Regions from separate parts of the Ovis aries genome. Here region 1 is linked to region 2. A link is a contact called in public Hi-C data. All regions are on one chromosome and are shown on one strand. The core of a region is the stretch at or near the end of the contact, and the rest is flanking DNA. Distances in the headings are between cores, read along the strand shown.

Region 1 (5,032 bases), core at 2,016-4,515, 270 kb after region 2:
TGCACAAGTCCTGTTTTTATCTTTTTAATGTTTTATTGTTTATGCAATTTTTAAAAGTTACTATTTACAGTTATTACAAAATACTGGCTGTACTCCCCACATTGTTCAACGTACCCTTGAGCCTATCTTACACCCAGTGACTTGGGCCTCCCAGTCTCCCACCCGGTAAGGCCCCTCCCCTCTCCCCACTGGTAACTATAGTTTGCTCTCCATATCTGTGAGTCAGCCTCTCTCCTATTATGTCGACTAGTTTATTGAAACTTCAAAATTCCCCATGTTAAGTGATATCATGCAGTATTTGTCTTTCTCTGTCTGACTTACTTCACTTAACATATTGCCCCTCAAGCCCATTCATGTTGTTGCAAATGGCAAACATTTGTTCTTTGTTATGGCTGAGTAGTATTCCGTGATATAAATATACCACATCTTCTTTATCCACTCATCTTTTTTTTTTTTTTTTTTGGCTACACTGAGCAGCATGTGGGATCCTAGTTCCCCAACCAGGGATTGAAGCTCCCTGCATTAGAAGGCGGACTCTCAACCACGGGACTGCCAGAGAAGCCCCCTCCACTCGTTTGTTGATGGAAACTTTAGTTGCTTTTGGTGGCTCAGACGGTAAAGTGCCTGTCTACAATGCGGGAGACCTAGGTTCGATCCCTAGGTCGGGAAGTTCCCTGGAGAAGGAAAAGGCAACCCACTCCAGTACTCTTGCCTAGAAAATCCCATGGAAGGAGGAGCCTGGTGTCCATGGGGTTGCAAAGAGTCGGACACAACTGAGCAACTTTACTTTCAGATATAAATAATGCTGCTATGAACACTGAGGATGAAACATGCCCCTGTGTCCTTGTCTTTTGAAGTACAATGCTGACTCAAGAATTAGTGATTGGGATTTGTGAAGATGTAGAAACAAAGAAGGGCTGTTCGGCTAAGGAAACGGTAACAATTTAGACTATAATTCAGCCACACAGCAGAAACACCAGAATCCTGGTTCCCTGAAAGAATAGATAAGGGCTGGACACACATTCCAAAGCTGTTTTTCCAGGCAGCAGACCCCCTTCCAGATGGAAACTTCTGACAAGAGCAAACCCTAGACTGGCTGGCACCAGAAGGCTGGTAATGCTTGGAACGCCACCTTGCTGCCAATCAACGCAAGGACTGCCCACCAGCTGATCACGCTCTGCCCCTGTAATGCTATGAAAACCCTCACCGCCCCCTCCAGACACAGCCTGGAGGGCGTTAGCCCACTGCGGCCCCCTTTGCCTGGCAAAGCGATAAAAGCAACTCTTTCCCACTTTACCCAAAACTCTACCTTGGGTTTCTACTCAGCACCTGTGAACAGAGGCTGAGTATCTGCAACAAGAAGCCTACATTTTTTCAAACTAGTGCTTTTGGTTTTGTTTTGTTTTGTTTTCAGATACATACCCAGGAGTGGGATTGCTATGTCATAATTCCTTTTATAGTAACCTGTGACCTTTCCTAAATGCCAGCTGAGTCTCTCGGGCTGTCCTTTCATATGTCATGGGTCATTAATAACTGGGACTCCCCGTGTCGCTTGACCAACGAGAGGAAGCCTCTCGCAAGCCCTCCCTGCTAGCCTGTGAGACCGGCTTCCACTGAAAGCAAAGCCTGATGTAAGACTCTTTTATAGTTATCTTGTTAAATTCTCACTTTACCAGGAGAAGGCCAGGGATGTTTGGGGAGATACAGTTGCTTGCTGCTAGTGTTTCTGGAACAGTAGAGAATCTCAACAGGGCTCTGGCAGTGAAGGACAGAAACTCTCTCTCTCCGTGTCTCTCTCTCTCTCTTTCTGTGTTTCTAGCACCACTACTCTTCTCCCTGGCAGTACAAACACCCAGCACTGTGCTCTTGCTGATAAAAGAAAGAGGAATTACTCATAAATATATCTTTTTCTGAGTAGTACAGCCCAGAAATTAAATATAGTTTATATGTTTTTGGTACTTACACTCTTAAAATGCCATTTCTGACTCTAAATTCATGGTGAAAAAAAAATTCAAGTGTAAGAACATTTTTCTATTTTACAAAACAAGTAAATGAATAGACTCCACACTTATACGGTCATCTCTTTCACAAGGCTGTGAACCCTTTCAGGTCAGGAGTGATGTCTTAGTCAGCTTCCAATACCAGTGCTCATCACAATGCCTGGCACATAGTAGGGACTCAGGAAAGAATGGTTATGTGCTCAGTTGCTTCATTTGTGTCTGACTCTTTGCAACCCTATGGACTGTAGGTTGCCAGGCTCCTTTGTCCATGGGATACTCCAGGCCAGAATACTGGAGTGATTTGCCGTTCCCTTCTCCAGGAGATCTTCCCAACCCAGGGATCAAACCTGTATCTCTTATGTCTCTTGCATTGACAAGTGGATTCTTTACCACTAGCACCACCACAACGACCTACACATAGTAGGGACCAGGAAAGAACGGTTGAATAAACACCAATTCTTGGTAAGGTGTTCATTGGAAGGACTGATGCTGAAGCTGAAACTCCAATACTTTGGCCACCTGATGTGAAGAGCCGACTCATTTGAAAAGACCCTGATGCTGGGAAAGTTTGAGGGCAGGAGGAGCAGGGGACAGCAGAGGATGAGATGGTTGGATGGCATCACCGACTCAATGGACATGGGTTTGGGTAAGCTCCGGGAGCTGGTGATGGACAGGGAGGCCTGGCGTGCTGTGGTTCATGGGGTTGCAAAGAGTCAGACACAACTGAGCGACTGAACTAAACCTTTACTTTTTATTAATTCACCAGTAACTATAACCTATTTATAAATGAATGAGTTTGTCCAAAAGCATTCAGCAAGCACTATGTGTCTGATACCTTGTTAAAACTGGGGATAAAATCATGAAACAGACACAGCCCCTGCCCCAGAAGAGTGGCAGGAGGCCAGCAGTGGGAGAGACAAATACAAAGAATTGTGTTAAAAGGTGAACCAGGGCCGCAAATGAAACAGACTGAAGCAGAGTTGAAAAAGCTCTTAGTTCTGCCAGCAGACAGAGATGCTCACAGAAGGATTCTGAGAGGAGGTTGCTTGTGCTGGTCCTTAAAGGATAAAGGAATGGAGAAAAGGAATCTAGTGGCAAAGAAAAAAAGCATGAGCCCAAACAAAAGGAGCACAGAACAGGGCTTGCTTAGAGCTCGGCAAGTTAGTTGTCTGGAAAGTCCAGACGCTGGGAGTGGGAGAGAGGTGCTTGCCACTGAGTGGCAGGAAATGAGGCTGGAAAGGGGTTGGAGGCAGAGAGTGCAGCCTTTGAAGGCAAAAACCCTTGATGCTAAGACTCCACTCTGTCAGCTGTGCGGCCCCATCAGAGGTGTGCAGCTGGGGAAGAATTGGCAGGTCTGCGTGGCAGAGAAGTGATCAGTACAGAGGGGAGGCTGTCGGGCCGAGGGCAAGAGAAGGGGCGGTGAGGACCATCAAGCACTGACCCGGAGCAAACACATGTCCCAGCCCGCGGCTCTGGGTGAAGCTGTGAAGGGCAGACACTCAACAGCCCCATTGCTCCAGTCCCCACTGCATCCCACAGAGCCAAACTTAAAACGGAGTTCTCTGTGCAAAACGGCAAACGCATGACTTTTGCTAGTCAAAATCCTGGCGACTCTTTGCTCACCTATGTAACAAAAAAGGCATGTTCTTTCCTTGTTTGCTCCACCCTTAATCCTGCCTCTGTGTGACACCATAGACTGCACATCTCTGCTTTATGAGAAGAGAGATTAGCACCACAGGGCACTGTGCAACATGCTTCAACCATTTGCCACTACCCTGCCATGGATGATGTCATGTGGAGGTGAGAAAATAGAACAATTTTTCCTCCCGTTCTCTCTGCTGAGCTTGCAGGAAGAGATGCCAGCTGGAGGGTTTCTGTTTCACTAAGGAAAGTAAACTAGAGGTTTTGGATTAAAAAAAAAAAAAATAGCCTTTATCCTTCACATTATAAAATACATCGTAAGTTTCTGCAAATTTGGAACTTGATACCTTCAGTTTTTCACTGCATTATCTGATCTATAAAAAGTAAAACAAACTATCAAAAATTGATAAAAGCAAGATGTGCTAGAGGGTCATTGTCTCAATACTAAAAAAGGCAAAATGGTCAGAGTGTTATTGGTGTGGAAGTAAGAAAATGAGTGATTTTTTTCTCTTTTTTTTCCCTTGTCTTCGATAAATGATATTTTAAAGCTGCTGTCTACATGCGTTACATGCATTAACATTTTCCCAGTAGAGCCTGTGAATGGGCTGCACCAATTAAATCCTGTCGGTCTAAACTTCAGAGGCAAGATATCTTCTGGAAAGCCAGTTCTCCAAGTCACACTCCCCTCTAGGATGGCCCCTCACAGTTCCAGGAGGCCAGGGTCTCTCAGCTTTTCTGCAGTCCCTGAATAGCCCTTTGTGAGTGGCTCCTGACCGTCTTCTACTTCAATAGATCCCTTATTCAGGGTCAGGCTGCTTTCCCACCGACTCTCTGGCCACCTCCCACAGCTTCTCAGCAAGCTAAAATTCTTCTGGGCCAACGCAGCTGAGCCACAGTCAACCTCCCGTTTGAGGCACAGCTTGCCTTTTCAATTCGGTTAGTTTGAATACACTAACTCACATTGTCGATTTTTGGTTTGCTTGTTTGGGGTTTTGCTTGCTTTTGCCTGTTGCTGTTGTTTTGTTTTTTAAAACTGTTACCTTTGGGTGGCGAGTTGGCTGGCTTTGTGCTCACATTGTGGTTGGCAGGGTAAATTTTAAATTGCCTCAGACAGAAGCTTACTGCCTAAAATGCTTGTACACAGGAAAAGAATTCAAGAAAACATAGATGCCCTTAGGAGTATTATTTATAACAATAAAAAATGGAGCTAAACTAAATGCTCACTAGAGGAATTATAAATTACATATTTTAAAAGAAAAAAAAACTAAAGCAAAAGGGAAAAATTAAATAGAAAAAGATGTTCTTAAGAGTATCATTTATAACAATAAAAAACAGCTAATCTGAATGCTCACTAGAGGAATTATAAGCTATGATATAGTTAGTTTAAACTT
Region 2 (5,150 bases), core at 2,536-5,035:
CCAGTCAGCACGAAGCAGAGCACCAGTCCAGCACCGATGCTGTGTGACTTCTTTACGTGACCTTCTGGCACCTCAGTTTCCTCACCTGTAGCCCACCCCATAGCATGCCGAGAGGATTACATGGGTTAATACCCGCAGGCACTGAATAAGCATTGGCTCCCCTTCTCTTTTCAGTTCCATTCAGAGCCCTGGTTTTATAAAATTATTATTATTAAGCAGCCATCCAGTTTCTAAATATAACCTTGCACGTCTTCAGGCATGACACTAACTCACCTCCACTCTCTCAACTGTCTAACCCAGAATGTCTGGCAGCTTCGGTTTATGCTAAAACTCCTGCAGCTCTTTTCATAACTACAGGCTTGAAGGACATGCCGTGGATGCTCTTCCGTCTCGACCTTTCAGCTCAGCTCTCGCTGGGTGAGAGGCAGAGTGGGTCTGGTCAGGTCCCCTTACCTCTGCTGCGTACTTGACTCCATCCACGCTGTGCTCCGAGCCGTGATCGTCCGAGGAGCCCCAGTGGAGGTGGAACTGGCGGAGCCGGTAGGGCGCAGCAAGGGGACCACCTCTCAGCACTGCGTGTCAGAGAAGCTAGGTCAGCAGTGAGCTCGCACTTCTTGGACAGAGCCCTGCTTTAAACAGCTACCTTAGAGCCAAAGCTTGATGGGCTGGGCTGGTGGTGGCATTCCCAAGTACACTGGTCTCTTTCTCACAAAGTGAAGCCTTGGGGTGGGTCAGAATAAATGCTTTCTTTTCTCTTTCTGATTGTGTTCGCTTGTTTTGTGATTTTTTACATGTCAATTTCACATGCATGAAAATAAAATTAAGCCAGCAGATGGGCAATGAAAACAACTAAACCCTAAAATCAAAATCAAAATCTGTTGTGGGCTGCACTGGGGAGAACAGGACAGTTAAGAGCTGGGCAGACTCAGGGTCCAATCCCAACCCCATCCCTTGCGAGTTGTGTGATCTCAGGCAAGTTGCTAAACTTCTCTGAACCTGTTTCTGCATCTCGCCAAAGGTGATAATAATACTAACCTTTCAGAGCTGCTGTGAGGATTAAATGAGATTAAGGACTTTAAACTGCTCATCACAGTGCCTGGCACAGTCGTCACTGAGCAAATGTGAATTCCTTCTCCGTGTCTTGCCTCCAACTACACTTTTCTTCAAGACTACAGACAAGAGCTCACATCCACAGCTAATTCAGACTGTGTTTATTCAAATGAGATGGAATGAGAAATTCTGAGGTTTCCCAGGGAATCAATCAATGTTGACCCTTAAACGAGATGATTCTCCATAGTATGAATATGAGTTTGTTGTCCAAATATCTCAACTGGGCACTGAACTCGGTTTCACTTCATTTAGCCTGGAGAGTGATTTAGAAGTTCAAATATTTTCTAAAGGATATTGAAACTATACAGAAGCCCTAAAGTCAAAATTTACCAATGTAAGCTAGATCAAAATAGAATTCAGACGATAGCCATTCTAGAGAAGACAGAGCAACTATTGGTGCTGAAATGGCAGACTGAACGTCATGAGACAGGTCTAAACTGAGAGAACGAGACTAGGTGAGCTTGTTCACATAGAAATGAGTGTTTTAATTGCGTTTTTTTTCTGTCCATTTTTTCTGTTTGATTAATTGCTCTTTGCACTTTTACCATCCACTAAGAACCGTTATAATTCAGTGATATGAGTCCAATTTATTAGGATGAATCATATGAAAGTGTCAACATTCAATCATATTTGCTTACAAAACGGCTTCTTCATGTGATTCAACCTAAGAGATTCCCGTTTAATTTTATTACTCATCCTTCAGAATGGAACTTGATTTAAATGGAGAAAAAAATAACAGATACCAATGAGATAATTATGTAAAGAATATACATGTCTATGATATTCCTTACCTGGAACCTGCTAGTAGGTAGAAATTATAGCTATTACTCTTTAATTACAGGATCACTGAAAATATTCATTCATGTACATCAGTAAGGATAATTTTAACTTTTTTACAAATGTGGTTATAGGAAAATATACATTGTATTTCAAGGACCAAAATGCTAAAGGTAGATTCTTACCTCATTCACAGTAAAATAAAGTATTTCTAATTAGCCTTCTTTTATTTCACTGATTTGCTTAATGGTTATAAATGAAATAGACTTTTTTTTAAAGCATGTGACTTTCCATTTTCAGTTCAGTTCTGTTCAGTTCAGTTCACTCAGTGGCATCCAACTCTTTGTGACCCCGCGGACAGAAACAAATCAGAACTCAAGGAGAAACTGTCAGTCTTCAAAACCCCTCACCAAAATACCAAAATGATTAATCAGGTGAGCCCCACTGAAGGCCCGTCTTCTTGCTTCTGCCATGGGTCTGCTCTCTCCCTCGGACTGGCCCCACCCCCACACCAGCAGAAGAGAATACCTACTTGGTTCTTGGCCATTTCTTGCTCTGCAGGATGGAATCTATGCCACATCTGAGAATGTGGGCCTTGCTCTCCAGCCTTGCATCTTCGTTAGGATGCAAAACCCCCCTCAAGTATAGACATCAGAGCCCAAAGAACACTGCTTTGGACTCATTACCAGCACCTCTCTACTAAGCTTCATTTCAGGGGTACACTGCCAACTTTTAGCTTGGGCATTGGGCCATTTTGGAGCAGCCAGCGTGACCGGGGTTAAAGAGTGAGACATTCTTCTTCACTGAATAAATATAATCCTTCAGACGAGCACAAAGTCAAGTGTCATCTCCATTTTCAGATAAGAAGTGCCCCCTTGTCCCACCGATTCTGTTGCTGTGACATAAATCACATTTTGCCAATACAGCCATGGAAAATGTCCTCTCTACCTAGGTGTCATACTTACTTGACCTGTCATAAGTATCGTCAAACACAACTCTGCAGGTCTTCCCATTATTCAGGATGGTTTTGGCAGAGCCTGGGTCATAGGATGCTGTCCATGGCTTCAGGGAAGGGTCGTGGCTGATCTCTTTAGTGTTCAGTTCAATGGGCGACTGGTTCTCTCCCTTGGCAATCGGGTAAAGTTCATGCCAATGGTCAGGACCTAGGAAATCAAATTGAGGGGATTCATTTATCTGGTGGCGCAATCAAAGTCCTCTCTCTAAGTGACTAAATCAGCAAAATACACGGAGGCTGGGCAGTGATTATGAAAAGGTCTTGGATATCAGATTGGGCAATACAAGGCTTGGGGGCAAAGACCTGTTCATAGTGTTGTTAATAGCATACCTGTAAGGCTATGTTTAACTCTGTGTGTATTTCCCCAAAGCGTTTCTGTATTGGCTCAAATACAGCCTAAAATACTTATTTTTGAAGTGAACTTCATCGAATGTTTCACCAATGCCCTCTCCTATCATAGAGCTGGAATCAAACAGCACTGCCCCAAGTGGGTTTCAGAGCATCTCCGTATCCCTTTCCCCTTGTGGAGGCAGAAACTGCAGGCAGAGCAGCTCGTACCAACACCAGGCTCAGAGAGGTGAAGAGCTTGCCCAGCCAGTCTCCGAGAGAGGGGGACCCCCAGAAGCGGCCCTGGGTGGGTGGGCTTCTCCGTCAGAGGCACTGAGATCTGGGCACGTTACCGGTTCCTGCGGTGGGCATACCAGCCGCTCCAGATGAACGCGATCAAGGTGAGCCGGCCTGCCGTGCGGGGTCCGAGGGAAGGGCCGGGCGCGGGGGGAGCGCCCCCGACCCCCGCGCCCCGGCGGGCCGCCGGACACTCACCGTTGTGGTCGGCGTAGCCCCACTCCTTGGCCATGGCGGTGCCGGGCGCTGCCTCCGCTCCCGCCGTGCGCGGCCCGCCGGCGCCCCTTTTATGCCGGGCCCCCTCGCTCCCTCATGGCCTTATTAGGTCAGCGAGGGTGGGCGGGGGGCTAAAGAGACCGGGTGGTGCTCGGGAGGCGGGCTGGGGGAAGCCAATGAATTCCACGGGCTGGACAGCTGTCGGGATGGGGGGAGACGGGTCCCCGCCCCCTGGCCCTGGAAGGGGGGCTCCCTCGCGGCTCCCAAAGCGCCAGGCCCCCCTAACCTAGAGCCGAAGTGCAGAGGCCGGCCCTCTCGGCCCCCCTCCTCCAAGGCCCCCCACCTTTTTTTGTGGGGTGAGGGGCGGCCTTTGCGCTTCGCCTCCAAACTGAAAGCTGCGCCCCGAGGGCTGGCGCTTGCAGCCTTGCTTGGAAGTTGCTTTCAGCGCTGCCTGTCTGGCTGGCTGCGGTCTCTGGATGCTTCTGCGGGTTGATTTCACTCCAGCGATCCGGTTACTGTGGCTGGAAAGAACACGTTTGCCTGACCCATGTTTGACTCCTTCGCAGGCAACTTGCAAAATCCTAGGCACAAAGGATGGGAAAAAGCAGGCAGGAGGGCAGGTTCTCTCAACTCCGTTATCCTTAAGAGAGAGATGGTGCCAGGTCCCTGGAACCAGACGTTTCTTGACCTCGCGGGTCCCCTCGGTCTGCAGGACGCCGGGGGCTGGCTCTCGCGAATCTAGGTGAGGACTGGACCCAGGTTACTGAGGAGCAGGAGCCTCGTTCTGATCCACCGACTCGGTGAGCTGTACCTCTGCTCACGAGAAGTCCAGAACATTCTGGAGTGTTGGAGAGTCAGGAACATAAAGGGAGTGATATTGTTTAAAATGTATGACCTTATTTTCCAAGGCATAGTGAAAGATTCGAAGAAAAGAGAGGGAAATTTTTCCAAAATTGCTTTGTATTTTTTTTCTCCTCCTCCCAACTTGTTTTATAGCTTGATGACCCATGCAAAAAGAGAATAGAACTGGTATACGCAGTGTGCACATGTCAAAGACGTATTTGTAAATATCTGGTTGTAGTTCACATCAAAGAACCAGAGTAGTAGATATTTACAATTTTGAGAATACATTGTAAAAGAACAATATGTTTTGGTTCCAGGTCAGTATTAATTTTATTTAAAAAAGAACAGGCAGCAAGAAGAGATAAACCTATTTTCAGTGCTGTCTTGAACAGGGTTGTAACATAACACTTTTTAAATTTCTTTGACTTTTATTGATGTTAGGATCTTGTGTTTGGGGATTACAAAACTTGAAAAGGAAATATCTTATCATGGTAAAGATAGCTCACGCCTAAGGCATGTGGAATGACTGACTGCACTCATAACCTGGACGCCAGGGGAGTCACTC

What was found. A called contact is a pair of places that touch in the nucleus more often than the background predicts.
Region 1: a Hi-C map of hypothalamus shows a contact between it and region 2, with 7 times the contacts expected there. The contact joins the enhancer-like site here to the promoter of CA3 in region 2. A contact is called at or near these places in 2 of 16 Hi-C or Micro-C datasets (hypothalamus and muscle).

What each region holds. Positions count from the first base shown.
Region 1 is chr9:90,263,051-90,268,082 of ARS-UI_Ramb_v3.0, forward strand. No RefSeq gene overlaps it. Among named protein-coding and RNA genes, the nearest start is that of CA13, 66 kb to the right of the region's middle. Within about 2 kb of position 3,266, at least 5 of the 54 cell types and tissues checked have an H3K27ac peak or open chromatin away from gene starts, as enhancers often do. A contact at or near this core is called in hypothalamus, where this site is marked.
Region 2 is chr9:89,996,274-90,001,423 of ARS-UI_Ramb_v3.0, forward strand. It overlaps CA3 (carbonic anhydrase 3), which reads right to left and starts at 3,786. Exons shown (of 7, transcript XM_015097942.3): 1 at 3,725-3,786; 2 at 2,853-3,050; 3 at 454-572. The coding sequence starts at 3,758. It overlaps LOC132657233 (a long non-coding RNA gene), which reads left to right and starts at 3,426. Exons shown (of 2, transcript XR_009595096.1): 1 at 3,426-3,630.